Linked DNA regions of Zea mays: region 1 is linked to region 2. Evidence: chromatin contacts called from public Hi-C data. All regions are on one chromosome and are shown on one strand. Each heading gives the region's core, a stretch centred on a gene start, on an enhancer-like site or on the middle of the called end of the contact. The rest is flanking DNA. Distances are from core to core; before and after follow the strand shown. Region 1 holds the start of LOC100285774. Region 2 holds the start of LOC100193025 (putative laccase family protein).

Region 1 (7,030 bases), core at 1,434-3,933, 310 kb after region 2:
ATTCATTGTAAAGGCTAGCAAGAGCATTCGAGCTTGTGGAGCACCTTGCGGAGACTTCAATCTCTTCGATTGAGTTAAGAAATGCGAGAGGACTTAAGTTTGATCTGTGGAATCACTTGAGAGTGTTGAAAGAGACCCGGTCCCTTGGACGCCTCAATGGAGATGCAGGTTTCATTTGGAAACCAAACTTCGGTAAATAAATCGATGTTTCCTTTGTTGTTTGTTTGTTTGCAATTTGTTTTCCCTCTTCATGTCTAAGTTATCTTCCATTGATTTACATTCTAATAATTTTGTGTTGCTCCCAAGATTATTCCGCACACTCATTAGAGCAACACATTGCAAGAAGAATTCATCTCCCTAACTCTAATTATCTTACCTCTTGTTCTAACCAACTAGCTGGGATCAAGTTTTGTTCTTAAGTGGTTAAATTTTAGGTTTCTCCTATTCACCTCCCTCAAGGTGACTATCAAAGAACCAAATCAAGAACAATATCAACCATCATCTACTCAAACGTCACCCCCAACTTAAGACGAGGATCGATACAATCAAGATGATGACACACATCAAATGAGAGATGAAGAAAATCAAGACAAGGAGGATGAAGAAGCAATTCAACAATAAAAAAACTCAAGTGCTTCACCCAAGAGTCAAACAAACTATTTAAAGAGATCATTCGATGGACATGATCCTTGGAGATATTCACAAGGGAGTAACTACATGCTCTAGAACAGCAAATTTTTGTGAAATTGCTCTTTCATGTCTTCTCTTGAGCCTTTTAGGATAGAAGATGCACTTAAGGATCTAGATTAGGTTGTGGCCATGCAAGAAGAGCTCAACAATTTCAAGAGTAATGAGATTTGGAGCTTAGTATCACATCCTAACCAAAATGTTGTAGGGATCAAGTGAGTCTTTGACAACAAGCAAGATGAACATGGTGTGGTGACAAGGATCATGGTACAACTTGTGGCTAAGGGGTATTCAAAAGTCAAAGCTTTGCATTTTGATGAAATCTTTACACTCGTAGTTAAGCTTGGGTCAATTCGAATATTATTAGCATATGCTACTTACCACGATTTTAAGTTGTATCAAATGAACGTCAATAGTGTATTCCTCAATGGACCAATCAATGAATAGGTCTATGTTGAGCAAACTCATGACTTTGAAGATGATAAGTATCTTAACCATGTCTATAAGCTCAATAAGGTGATCCACGATCTTAAGCAAGCACCTAGAAGCACGATATGAATGCCTTAGAGATTCCCTTATTGCAATTTCATTTAAAATTAGAAAAGCCTATCATACGCTTTCACTAAGACGGTTGATGATGATCTATTTATTTGTTAAATTTATGTTGATGATATTATCTTTGGTTCTACTAACCGATCATCTTATGAAGAGTTTAGTAGGATAATAGTCAATAAATTTGAGATGTCAACGATGGAGGAGTTAAAGTTTTTCTTAGGATTACAGATCAAGCAACTCAAGACAACACCTTCATTAACCAAGCGAAGTACAACCAAGACATTATGAAGAAGCTTGAGATGAAGGATGCCAAATCCATCTCCAAGAAGTTTCAAAAAACTTCTCTAATTTATTTTTATAAGGTTTAAAACAACAATCTCTAACAACTCTTAACCTTATCTCTTAATCTTTAAAAAACAAACCCTCTAAAAAAATACATGCACTTGTGCCGCCTGCGGTAGCTCTCCTTCTAGACCAAAGAGCCAATCATGTTTGCTGCAGCATGCACGCCCATGCGGCCATGCAGCACACAATGCCCCACTGCCCGAGCCGGAGTCGAGGTTTGCTACTTTACGCAGGGCGACGCCGAGCACACCGACGTCGTCGTGGACTTGTATGCCTCGTGTGTCCCACCATTCATGATGTGTCCCATCATGCCCGTCAAGTTCATCGAGCTATTCACTTGGCTTTAATCTGAAACGGCTTCTACTGTTTCTACAGTGTTTTGTATGTATCCAAACAACTGATTTTAATCCGAAGCGAACATTCTGATTTGCCTTCGCCACTACTAAAGATCGACGTATACCACCCTCCGCAAGGTCATGACGATCATCACCGGCACGCTGTCCAGTCTGAACCTAGCTATAGCAAAGGGTGTGACGGAGACATGCAAGCAACACATTATCATGGCCTATTTTTCGGTACTCCTAATACCTTTTGTGATTAAAAAAGTAATGATTTTATGAATAAATGTTTAGGAATTATTGTGTATCGTCTAAGGCTGTTCCCAAACCATACTCGTTTAATACATGCCATATAAACATTTTTGATAACACTACAAGAGAGTTAAGAGAAAAATATAAGAAAACTATATCACGAGGGAGATACTGTTTCAGCTCGAGACCTTATAGCAAAACTTAAATCATCCAAGTAATCCACACATCATACACTCATATATGCTAGTATTTAATATTTTATAGAGGATAAAAACAATCTATGATACTATGATTGAGATAGTTGTATTTTATATACTTTTATATAATATAACAGCTTGGATATTGTAACAAGATACCATAGACTCAAAATAGCCTTATGTCAAATAGAGGCAAAATCAAACGATAAGGAGTTTAGGAGGGCATTGTGGTCATTCTCGTCACCCACGTTGTGCCGCGTCCGGTCGTTTCGTTAATACCACCAGTCCACCACTGCCTGCCTGGCCTTGGATTGGAATCTCTGGGCGACTCGACCTGAACAACCCCGCCCGCCGTCCTGCCCTTGTGCTCTAGTCCTCCCGCGACCGTTCCAAATTCTTCCTCGCGTTCGTATTCCACGCGGCGACGTCGCCATCGCCATCGCGGCCGCCGCTCCGCCCCTCTTCCTTCGCATATACGTAGGTAGGCGCCTCCCCAAACCCTAAGCCTTTATCTCCCACGCGCGCGGCTCGCTCTGCTGCGCCGCGGCTCGCTCGACCCCGCAGATCGCCGGCGATGGGATCCAAGGACCAGGACGGAGGGGCTGCATCCTCGGGAGGCGGCTTCTTCTCGTCGTTCGCCGCCGGCATGCGCAGCTGGGGCACCGCCGTGCATAAATCCGTCAACGGGTGAGTTTTCGGCCACCTGCTTCCTACCTCCCCGCTCCTCCCCTCAGATCCGCATCGAGCTACCCGTTAGAGCTCTGCCCGAGCTGATCGTGGCCTCTCCAACCCGTGATCTGATGCTCCTGCATCGGATCCCAGCTGCTTCTGATTCCGTCCGGTGATCCTGTTGAACTCCGAGTCGATTGTTTCCGCTTAAGTTCCAAGCTTCGTTATCTAGTAACTCTATATGTTATGATTCACTCGAATTATGATACAGTGATTTATTTGCTACTTATGTGCAGCCATATATTCTCACCTAGAGCGATAATAAAGTGGATGATTGGTTGAATGATAGGTCCTTACACGTGATGCTCTGAACTGTACACAGTATGACGTGTGCAATACGGAGTTTCTATGATGTAATCTGTACTGAATTGGATGCGAACAGTTTGTCCTATATCAAAATGGTCTTCCTTTGATAAGCACAACATATGTTGGATCTTTGCTTTTCCCTAAGTTTAGACTTTTGTTCCACTTTGTACTTAGGTTTTGCCTTTGTAGACTTGAATTTTCACGAATGTTTGTGGTCAATGGGCTGGCATTGGCCTCCTATGTAAAGATGTTGGTCTTTAGTAATTAAGACGGGTTTCTGTTAGTTACCATCTGCTGTTATGCAATGTCTGTAGGCTGCTTGGTTATGAAGGCCTTGAAGTTATTAACCCCGATGGAGGCACAGATGATGCTGAAGAAGAAGCTTTGAAGGGGAGATGGAAGCAGGAGGTAAGGAGATTTGAATCATCATCAAATAGTGTATTGCTAGAAAGTCATGAGAACAAATTTTATTTGACAATACTTCCAAATTGAGGGTGTTCTGCATGGACATTCACTCTTCATGACAAATTAATTGATTTTGTGATTTTTTTTTCAATCTCGCAGAGCGAAGTTGGATAATATCAACAAATATAAATTCCATGTAAAACTTTTGTGTTCAAATCAGCTTACTGAACTAAAAAGATACCTCCAAGCTGAAAATGCACATTGTCTCCTGCCAAATTAGGTCCTTAAGTTTCATTTCCCCCTTTTTTGTTTCAAATTTTTTACAGCTATATTCTGCTTGTATACCTTGAATGTCACAGAACTCTTAAACATGCCACATGGGAGGCCACTGTGTGCCGTTTAAATTGGCTAAACAAAAATGCCCACAACCACATGTTTATAGTAGTCCTGTGACGTTTGCAGGCTTGCTTGTTGGTCATGAAGTAGCGAGTAAGTTGGTTTAAATACTGTACCTTTTGACAAATATAATTTGGCACTAACATGGATATCGAAGTCTATACTAGAATCTAAGATTTTTTTATCGTAGTAGTTATGATCCAACTATTTACTATCCTACACTTGGAGTTCTGACCTGATTCAGGATCACGATCTTTAACAATCATGTGTGGTTAATTTGCAGGACCGTGATAGCTACTGGAAGATGATGCACAAATACATAGGATCAGATGTTACATCACTTGTGACACTTCCAGTCATAATTTTTGAGCCAATGACAATGCTTCAGAAAATGGCCGAGGTTTGTACTTTGTATTATGTTCTGAATTAGACTTCTTGAGATTTACACTGCCCATCTACAACTGAAGGATGTGTCTGCAATTGTTTGATTCTCGACGGCTTGAAAAAAACATTTTATGCACAAACCGTATACAGTGCTGTAGCAATTTTCCTGTTCACCAAATATTTACTTATGTATAAGGCTAGAAGATCTTACAAGCTATCTTATGGTTTAGTAGCAATTATTTGTATGGCAATTGGCAAACTCTTGACTTCATGTTTCTGTGTTCTGCTGTAGAAATTAGGTTAATTGTAATGCCATGAGTCCAGTAATAAAAAAATGGAGCTAAATAATTTAATGCGACCCTGTCATTGGATGGAGTTAGAAGTTTTGATTTAGTCACCCATTATGTGATTCAAGTATATTCTTATTCTGTACTGAGTCCCATACATAAAATAACTTCTCTCTATATTTAATGTGATGATTCATGCTAATGTTTTTACCTGTTCCTGCTGAGTGCAGTTGATGGAATACTGTGAATTGTTAGACAAAGCAGATGAATGTGAGGATCCATACATGTGTATGGTTTATGCTTGTAAGTTTTCTGCTTCCCTTCCCTTGCACACCATTCTATGCCATATCATGGTTGCCTGAACTGTTAATCCATTTTTCAGCTACATGGGCTGTTTCTGTGTACTTTGCATATCAACGCACATGGAAGCCTTTTAATCCGATCCTTGGAGAGACTTATGAGATGGTTAACCACCAGGGCATTACATTTCTTGCTGAGCAGGTTGGTGATATGAATGTCATTGCAGATATCTTGAATGGAGACAGCTTTGTCAACAAATTTTGCTAATTATGCATACCCTTATTTTGTCAGGTAAGCCATCATCCCCCAATGGGTGTTGCTCACTGCGAGAATGAACATTTTACTTACGATATCACGTCTAAGTTGAAGACCAAGTTTTTGGGAAATTCAGTGGAAATTTACCCAGTTGGAAGGTGAATTATTAGAATTGTATTTGTTTCTTGGAGATCTGCGTGCCTTAATATTTTTGACCCATTTGAGCTAATGGAATAAAATGGAAACCATTTTGAAGGCTGCGTTGGGACCACTTGTATAAATCAGTAAATCTAACCCCTCTAATATAATTTCCATGTCACAGGACTCGAGTGACACTAAAAAAATCTGGTGTCGTGTTGGATTTGGTGCCACCACTAACAAAGGTTAACAACCTGATATTTGGGCGCACTTGGGTTGATTCTCCTGGAGAGATGGTCATGACGAACCTGACAACTGGAGACAAAGTTGTGCTATATTTCCAGCCATGCGGCTGGTTTGGGTATGATATTGGCCATCAATTTATTCTTGCATTTCTTGTCCGTTGACAGCTCCTGTTGCCAAATTATTCAGTTTTTCAGTAGTAACTTGCTTTTATGCATTTACTGTTTGCTGGAAGGGTTGTGCAGTTAATTCAAAAATTTTATTGTCTTATAGTTCTCTCAGTCCAGTGTTTATTGCTTTGTCTAGGCTTGTCTCAATTTACCCTAACATTTCAGGGCTGGCCGTTACGAGGTGGATGGGTATGTGTACAGTGCAGCGGAAGAACCCAAAATCATGATTACAGGGAAGTGGAACAAGTCCCTGAGTTGCCAACCATGTGACCAAGAAGGCGATCCTCTTCCAGGCACGGAGCTGAAGGAGGTCGTACTTTCTTTCACTTTCTGCTACTATGGATAACGTGTGTTATATATATACCCATAAGATGCAATGGTGGTCACATATTTGCGGATGACTGATGCACTGAACTGGTCATACTTGATTGACTGCAGATCTGGAGAGTTGCTCCTGCCCCACAGGGCGACAAGTATCAGTACACACACTTCGCACACAAAATAAACAGCTTCGACACGGCACCTAAGAAGCTGTTGGCATCTGATTCACGGCTGAGGCCTGATAGATATGCCCTCGAGAAGGGTGACATGTCTAAGTCCGGGGCAGAGAAGAGCAGGTACTTTCCCCATTCTCTGCTTTTATGATTATATATTGGAATTTCGAATGGCCTGTTTGCCTGCCTTCAGTTTTGACACCACCCCCGAGTTTCTGCAAACTTTCAGGCTCGAGGAACAACAGAGAGCTGAGAAACGAACTCGAGAGGCCAAGGGCGAGCAATTTACTCCTAGATGGTTCAACCTGACAGATGTGGTCTCCCCTACACCGTGGGGTGACCTGGAAATTTATGAATACAACGGCAAATACACAGAGCACCGGGCTGCCATAGACCGCTCCGATGTCACCGACGAGACAGATGTCACTTCAGTCAAGTTCAGCCCATGGCAATATGGTAGCTCATCTTCCCAATGATTCTCCGTGGCCAGAAGCCGCCATGCCTACGCGCATTGTGTAAAACACTTCCAGGCCTGGCTTTGCTGGTTTG
Region 2 (7,130 bases), core at 897-3,396:
GCCCGACGGCGAAGAAGAAGGAGCGGTCCACGGCGCGGGGCACGTTGGCCGGGTAGTCCGGGGTTGCCAGGCTCCGGAGCCTGGCGCTGTAGTTCGCGGCGAAGGCCGTGTCGTTGAGCGCGGGGAGCGAGGGCCGGAAGAGCGGGAGGCTCCTGATGTGGCCCGGCGGCGCGTACTCGAGCACGGCCGCGACGGTGGTGTTGTCGAAGGTGCCCGGCTGGCCCGTGCCGTAGGGGCGCGCCAGCATGAGGTGCGTGGCCGCGGGGCACCCCGCGTCGGGCTCGGCGCGCAGGAGCACGTTGGTGGTCTGGCCCGGCGTGATGAGCACGATGTCCGTGCGGAACGGCTTGACGTAGGCGGCGTCGACGTCGACGACGGTGAGCGTGTGGTTGGCGATGGAGAAGAAGAGCTCGTCGTTGAGCGCGGCGTTGATGAGACGGAGCAGGTACCATTTGCCGGGCAGCACCTTCAGCTTGAACGTGTCTATGGAAGCAGCACACATGTGACACATGACGGTGAGCTTGAACTTTTCAATGGGCCCTGGCTGAACGGGCCGAGTCTTACCTTTGCTGGAGCAGTTGTACAAAGGGCCCGGGAGCCCGTTGATGGTGAAGGCGTCCGACACGTTTGGGCCTGCTCCAGTCTGAAGCGCCTGGGCGACAATTGTCTCTGGATCCGCGTTGAACCACTCTCCTGCGGCCACATCGCACGTTAATTATCCTAGTAGTACAGGGCAGGCTACAAGCAGAGCAGAGCAGCAGCAGCAGCAGCACCGAAGATGACTGGGACGTCCTTGTAGGGTTTAACCGGGAGCGGGTATGGCACGCCGCGCTTGGGGAGGATGACGATGGCCCCGTAGAGCGTGGCGCGCATCCAGGAGACGTGCGCGTGCCAGAACAGGGTGCCCCGCTGCCCCGTGATGGTGAAGTTGTACACGAAGCTCTGCCCCGTCTGGATGGGGCACTGCGTCACGTACGCCGGCCCGTCCGACCACCCCGTGCGCAGCTGCCGAACGCCGTGCCTGTTGTTCAATTCGTTCGCGTGTACGTATATGCAGTTTGCATCGCACGCACCCAGAGGGAAGGCACACAAAAGCATCAGTACGGGCATGCAAATATATATCAGCTGCATTATATTGCATTGGCACGTCCTGAAAGACCTGAAACTAGGCTGCTGCCCACTTGGTCCTTTGCTAACTGAAAGGATGGCGAGCTAGCTGCTGATCGCATCCAGGAAACAAATAAAAAGGTGGTAGACGCTGCTTGTTATTAATTAGTTGCTGACACCAACCAGCAGGATCGAGACAGAGGTACGAAACGATGATTTCTCCGTTGAAACATGGCAGCTTTGCGAATGATGATCTAGGTTACTGCTGCAGTTCGTCGCGTCGTTGGTGCAAAGAAACATGGCAGTTCGTCGTCGTTGCTGCAGGGCAGATCGCTATATATATATGTATACTAATTACTATATACATGAAGAGAAAGTTTACCAGTGGATGGTAACGTTGTCCTTGACATTGTTCAGCACCTTGACGACGACGCGGTCGCCCTCCCTGGTGACTATCTTGGGGCCGGGGAACTGGCCGTTCACCGTCGGGATGGCGCGGGTGGTGCACAGCCGCGTCACCTTCTTCATCGTCACCTGCCATATATGCCACACACAAGCCCACACCACACATGACATGATTCGAAACGGCAGATGATATATAGACCCTGTCACGTCCGTCGTCCCAAACTTCCTTCATATATAGACGATGGAAGAACAGACGACCATGCATCAACAACAAGAACTACTAGCAGCTATAGCTAAATCACTGCGTGCGTGCGTGCATGCATGCATGCATGTGGGTACTCCTAGTCCTAGCCAGCAAGTATACGTACATAAGAACACACAGCATGCATGGACGAACGGCGGCTGCTTAATTGGTTGATGAGTGAAATGCACTTACGTTGAAGGTGTAGTGTCTGGTTGTGCCGCCGCCGTGTGACGACTGCGGCAACGCTACCAACGTGCCGAAGAACAGGATGAACGCAAGCCACGACGATGGCGGCGCCGCCCCCATCTCCCTTCCCTTGGCACGCAGATCGATCTCGGACGAGAGATCGAGGACGTACGGTTGTTATATATGGCCGGCCGCAGCAAGATAGCTAGCTAGAGCTATAGCTACAACACGCGGCAGGAATGAAGGGTTATATAGCGAGGAGGAGGAGGACAGTACAGTACTGACGACGGTGGTTGCATTCCTTCCTTCCTTCCTTGCAATTTATTAGGTGGCGACATGATATTTTCCCTTTTTTTCCCAGTGACAAGAAAAAACCGGGGCGGAGCGAGAATTAGGTGACGATGATGATCGAAAGGGTGTTGACAGGAGACGGAGAAAAAGGCGGGGCTTATTAGCGCCAGCCAGCGGCCGCTTTTGCCTGGTCATGTACAAAGAGTTGGGTCCGCCTGGATTTTAGAGTGCAGGCAAAGGAATCGCCCTTTTTGACGTATGGCCCCGCTAGCTGCTTGCTCTCGCTCTGGACGGACGTACATGTATTTTCTCCGGCGTCCAGCGCGCTCATTTTTTTTTTGAACCGTTCGATCTGAGTGCACCCTCGTCAGGATTCAGGAATCATGACTCATGACTGAGACTACTGAGATGATGCAGCCAGCCAATTATCTCCAACGTACGTATTACAGACTGAAGCCCGCGCCCGCCCCCCCTGCAGTGTTGTGATATGATCTTGTGTGTTCTTCTCAAGGAACGACCGCAAATTAACCGTCGCGTCGTCTGTTGAGATTTCCTTGTCGCGTCAGATCGAACGCTACCTTATTAACACTTGGCTAGGATTGGAGTGCTCAGCGGTTAATTTCAACAGTTTTTCTCCTGTAAACTGATAGACGGACGAACTAGAGATCAGAGTTTAGAACACTGCAGCTCACAGGTCCAGGCCACCTCTCTGTTGGATTGATCTTATGTGAATCCGGTCAAAGAGGGGACTTCTTGTATTATGATTGCATGCATAACAATACATTGGATTATTGGTTAACATTCCTCGCCCCATAAACCTAGGGACCTGATCTACTCTAATACGGCTAGCGATGGAAAGACCATCACCTAGCTAATGCACTCTCGGTGTCGTCGTCGCTATTGCACACCGACTCTAAGACTGGCTGCAGCGCAGGCCATCAGCCATCCTCTCTATATGTGTATATTTGGGCCGGGTCTGATGGGCCGGCCCGAAGCACAAAAAAAAATACACCCAGGCATGGCACGACCCGAAATAATTTAGTGTCAGGCTGACACGACCCGATATATCGGGCCGGGTTTGGTCCGAGGTCGCGGCCCATGGGCGGGCACGAGCACGGCTCGTTTAAGGCAGGCACGAAATGGCTCATATAGAGGCACGAAAAGGCCATATATTTATTAAAATCACACTTCATTCCACACTTTCATGTACTTGATAAAAAACACAAAGCTAGAGATAATGCTATTTAGATGTTTTTTGTAGCTTTGAATTAGAGTATGTGATGTAATTTTACTTTTGTTATGAACATTAGATAATAAACTGAACTTACGAACTTTGTATAGAGCTGATTATACTCTTTTTTCTTCTAACAAAATGATTTGTAAACAAGTTAGTCATTGCATAGCTCTGGTAACTTAATACAAATATTAAGTTTGCTTTTGGTCAAATTTATGTGTCTTATCTTTTTATTTGTTTTATTAAATTTGTTTTGAATTTAGGGCTGTGATGTGAATTTCGGGCCAAAAACTGAATTTCGTGCCATGATGTGAATTTCGGGTCGCCCGAAATAAGCCCCGCACGTTTAAGCAATTACGTGTCAGGCCGTGGGCCGAGGGCTAGGCCCATGGGCCGGCCCGAAATTCAAACGGGCCAGGCCGGGCCGAAATTCAAACAATATGGGTCTTTTCGGGCTTGGGCCGGGCCAGGCTGGGCGGCCCGAATATACACCTATAATTCTCTCCTCTATCTCTGTAGATGTTTAGTGTACCCCATTGTCGGCGTTTCGACCCCGGGGGGTCCCTGGACCGACGAGTGAATTGTCGCCGCGTGTCCCAGCCCAGATGGGTTGGCGCGAGACGGAGCACGAAGGGGGGACAGAAGAGAGGGGAAAGCCCGCGGCCTCCGTGTTTGTCCTGCGCCCAGGTCGGGTGCGCTTGCAGTAGGGGGTTACAAGCGTCCGCGTGGGGGGAGAGCGAGGGACTCTACACGTCGCCCCATCCTCCCGCGCGGCCAACCTTCTCGTAAGAGAGCCCTGGTCCTTCCTTTTATAGGCGTAAGGAGAGGGTCCAGGCGTACAATGAGGGGGTGTAGCAATGCGCTGTCGTGTCTAGCAGAGAGGAGCTAGTGCCCTAAGTACATGCCTTCGTGGCAGCCAGAGAGGTTTTGGCATCCTGTTCATATGATGTTGTGGCCGTCGGAGGAGCGTTGGAGCCTTGCGGGAGGACAGCTGTCGGGGCTGTCGAGTCCTTGCTGACGTCTCCTTGCTTCCGTAAGGGTTTGAGAGTCGCCGTCGTCATGGAGCACGCGGGGCGCCATCATTATCTGTTTTTCGGAGCGAGCCAGATGGGACGCCGGTCCCGTTACCCGTAGCCTGAGCTAGCTATGGATAGGGTAATGATGGGCCCCCCTGTGACGTGGTCGGTCCGAGCCCTGGGTCGGGCGAGGCGGAGGCTCCTCCGAGGTCGGGGTCGAGTCGGTCTTTCGGGGTCGAGGTCGTGTCCGAGCCCTGGGTCGGGCGAGGTGGAGTTCGTCGTCTTCCGGGGCCGAGCCCGAGTCCGAGCCCTGGGTTGGGCAAGGCGGAGTTAGTCGTCTTCCGGGGCCGAGCCCGAGTCCGAGCCCTGGGGTCGGGCGAGGCGGAGTTCGTCGTCTTCCGGGGCCGAGCCCGAGTCCGAGCCCTGGGGTCGGGCAAGGCGGAGTTCGTCGTCTTCCGGGGCCGAGCCCGAGTCCGAGCCCTGGGGTCGGGCGAGGCGGAGTTTCCTATGGCGCCCGAGGCCGGACTTGGCCGCTGTCAACCTCACTCTGTCGAGCGGCACAGCAGTCGGAGCGACGCAGGCGGCGCTGTCTTCTTGTCATGCCGGTCAGTGGAGCGGCGAAGTGACCGCGGTCACTTTCGGCTCTGTCGACTGAAGGGCGCATGACATGATAGGATGTCAGGCCATACTTGCATTAAATGCTCCTGCGATTTGGTCGGTCGGTGTGGCGATCTGGCCAAGGTTGCTTCTTGGCGAAGACCGGGCCTCGGGCGAGACGTGAATCTTCCGGGGTCGGCTGCCCTTGCTTGAGGCTGGGCTCGGGCGAGGCGAGGTCGTGTCCCTTGAGTGGACCGAGCCTTGGCTTAATCGCACCCATCAGGCCTTTGCAGCTTAGTGCTGATGGGGGTTACCAGCTGAGATTAGGAGTCTTGGGGGTACTGAAAGGGAAATGTGCCCTTGGGCCATTTCTAAGTATTTTGGTGATTGAGTGTCAACACAAGTGTTTAAATATGAATTCATGCCTATGGATGAATAAAGTGCAAATCAAGAGCAAAGGTATGTTTCTAAGTCTTAGTACATTGATTTTGTGTACTAATATACTTGTCTAAGTATTGGAAACAGGAAGAAAAAGAAAAGGAAAGAGGTGGCTGTGTACAGCCAAGGGGCTGTTTCGGTCTGGGGCACCGGACTGTCCGGTGGTGCACCGGACAGTGTCCGGTGCGCCAGGCTGCCTCGGCCGAAGTAGCCGCTCTCGGGAATTCGCCGACGGCGTACGGCTAAAATTCACCGGACTGTCCGGTGTGCACCGGACTGTCCGGTGAGCCAACGGTCGGCTAGGGTCAACGGTCGGCCGCGGTTTCTGCGCGCGACACGTGGCCAAGCCAACGGTCGGAAAGGGGCACCGGACTGTCCGGTGTGCACCGGACATGTCCGGTGCGCCAACGGCTCCCAGATCTGCAACGGTCGACTGCGCTGTTTAAGGAAGGAGATCGGGCACCGGACAGTGTCCGGTGTGCACCGGACTGTCCGGTGCGCCCGACGACAGAAGGCAAAGATGGCCTTCCAGATTTGTTCTCAACGGCTCCTAGCTGCCTTGGGGCTATAAAAGAGACCCCTAGGCGCATGGAGGGGAACAACAAGCAACCTTAGAGCATTCTTGATCATCCACACTCAGTCTTTGCGCATCCGATTGTCATTCTAAGTGATTCGAGCTCCGTTCTTGTGAGAACTTTGAGATAGTCTTTGAGCTCGATTCTTGGCCGTGTGTGTGCGCATTTCGCTGTGGATTTGTGTGTGTTGCTTCCCTCCCTTACTCCGCGCTTCTTTGTGAACTTTAAGTGTAAGGGCGAGAGACTCCAATTTGTGGAGATTCCTCGCAAGTGGGGTAAAGATAAGCAAGGCAAAACACCGTGGTATTCAAGTGGGTCTTTGGACCGCTTGAGAGGGGTTGATTGCAACCCTCGTCCGTTGGGACGCCACAACGTGGAGTAGGCAAGTTTTGTACTTGGCCGAACCACGGGATAAATCACCGTGTCTTCTCTGTGTTGATTTCTTTGTGATTGTCGTATTGTGCAAGATCTCCTCTTTAGCCACTTGGCAATTATTGTGCTAACCCTTAACAAGTTTTTGTGGCTATAAGTTTAAGTTTTTACAGGATCACCTATTCACCCCCCCTCTAGGTGCTCTCAATTGGTATCGGAGCCGTTCTCTTCAAGAAAGGGACTAATCGCCCGAAGAGATGGATCCTAAGGGGAAGGGAATCGTGATCAACGACAAGGAAAAGGAGTCCTTCGTCAACGAGCCAAAAGATGACAAATCCAACGACTCTGGCTTGGGCCACAAGCGCAAAGATGGGAAGAAGAAGAAGACAAGGCGCATCAAGGAGATCGTCTACTACGACAGCGACGAATCCTCTTCTTCTCAAAAGGACGACGCCTTGAATGGACCGATCAACGAGCATCAACCCCTTGCTCTCAAGGCAACAAGAAGCAAGGAGGCGCTACCTAGCAAGGTGGCACAAATTGAGGCGGCCGGACTTAATGATGAAGAGATGGCTCTCATCATCAAACGTTTCAAGACGGTGCTAAAAGGTCACAAGGGGCAGCCAAGCAAGACCAAGACAAAGGGGAAGCGCTCATGCTTCAAG

The links. Hi-C and Micro-C count contacts between places; a contact is called where the count stands out from the background.
Region 1: a contact with region 2 is called in a Hi-C map of ear, with 1.7 times the contacts expected there. The contact joins the promoter of LOC100285774 here to the promoter of LOC100193025 in region 2. A contact is called at or near these places in 2 of 25 Hi-C or Micro-C datasets (bundle sheath and ear).

Annotation. Positions count from the first base shown.
Region 1 is chr1:40,169,574-40,176,603 of Zm-B73-REFERENCE-NAM-5.0, forward strand. It overlaps LOC100285774, which reads left to right and starts at 2,684. Exons shown (of 10, transcript NM_001158664.2): 1 at 2,684-3,061; 2 at 3,724-3,817; 3 at 4,494-4,610; 4 at 5,112-5,184; 5 at 5,264-5,382; 6 at 5,473-5,594; 7 at 5,759-5,935; 8 at 6,153-6,297; 9 at 6,426-6,604; 10 at 6,711-7,030. The coding sequence starts at 2,949. The coding sequence ends at 6,957.
Region 2 is chr1:39,862,518-39,869,647 of Zm-B73-REFERENCE-NAM-5.0, forward strand. It overlaps LOC100193025 (putative laccase family protein), which reads right to left and starts at 2,147. Exons shown (of 6, transcript NM_001138193.1): 1 at 1,949-2,147; 2 at 1,490-1,641; 3 at 774-1,021; 4 at 565-693; 5 at 1-483. The coding sequence starts at 2,062.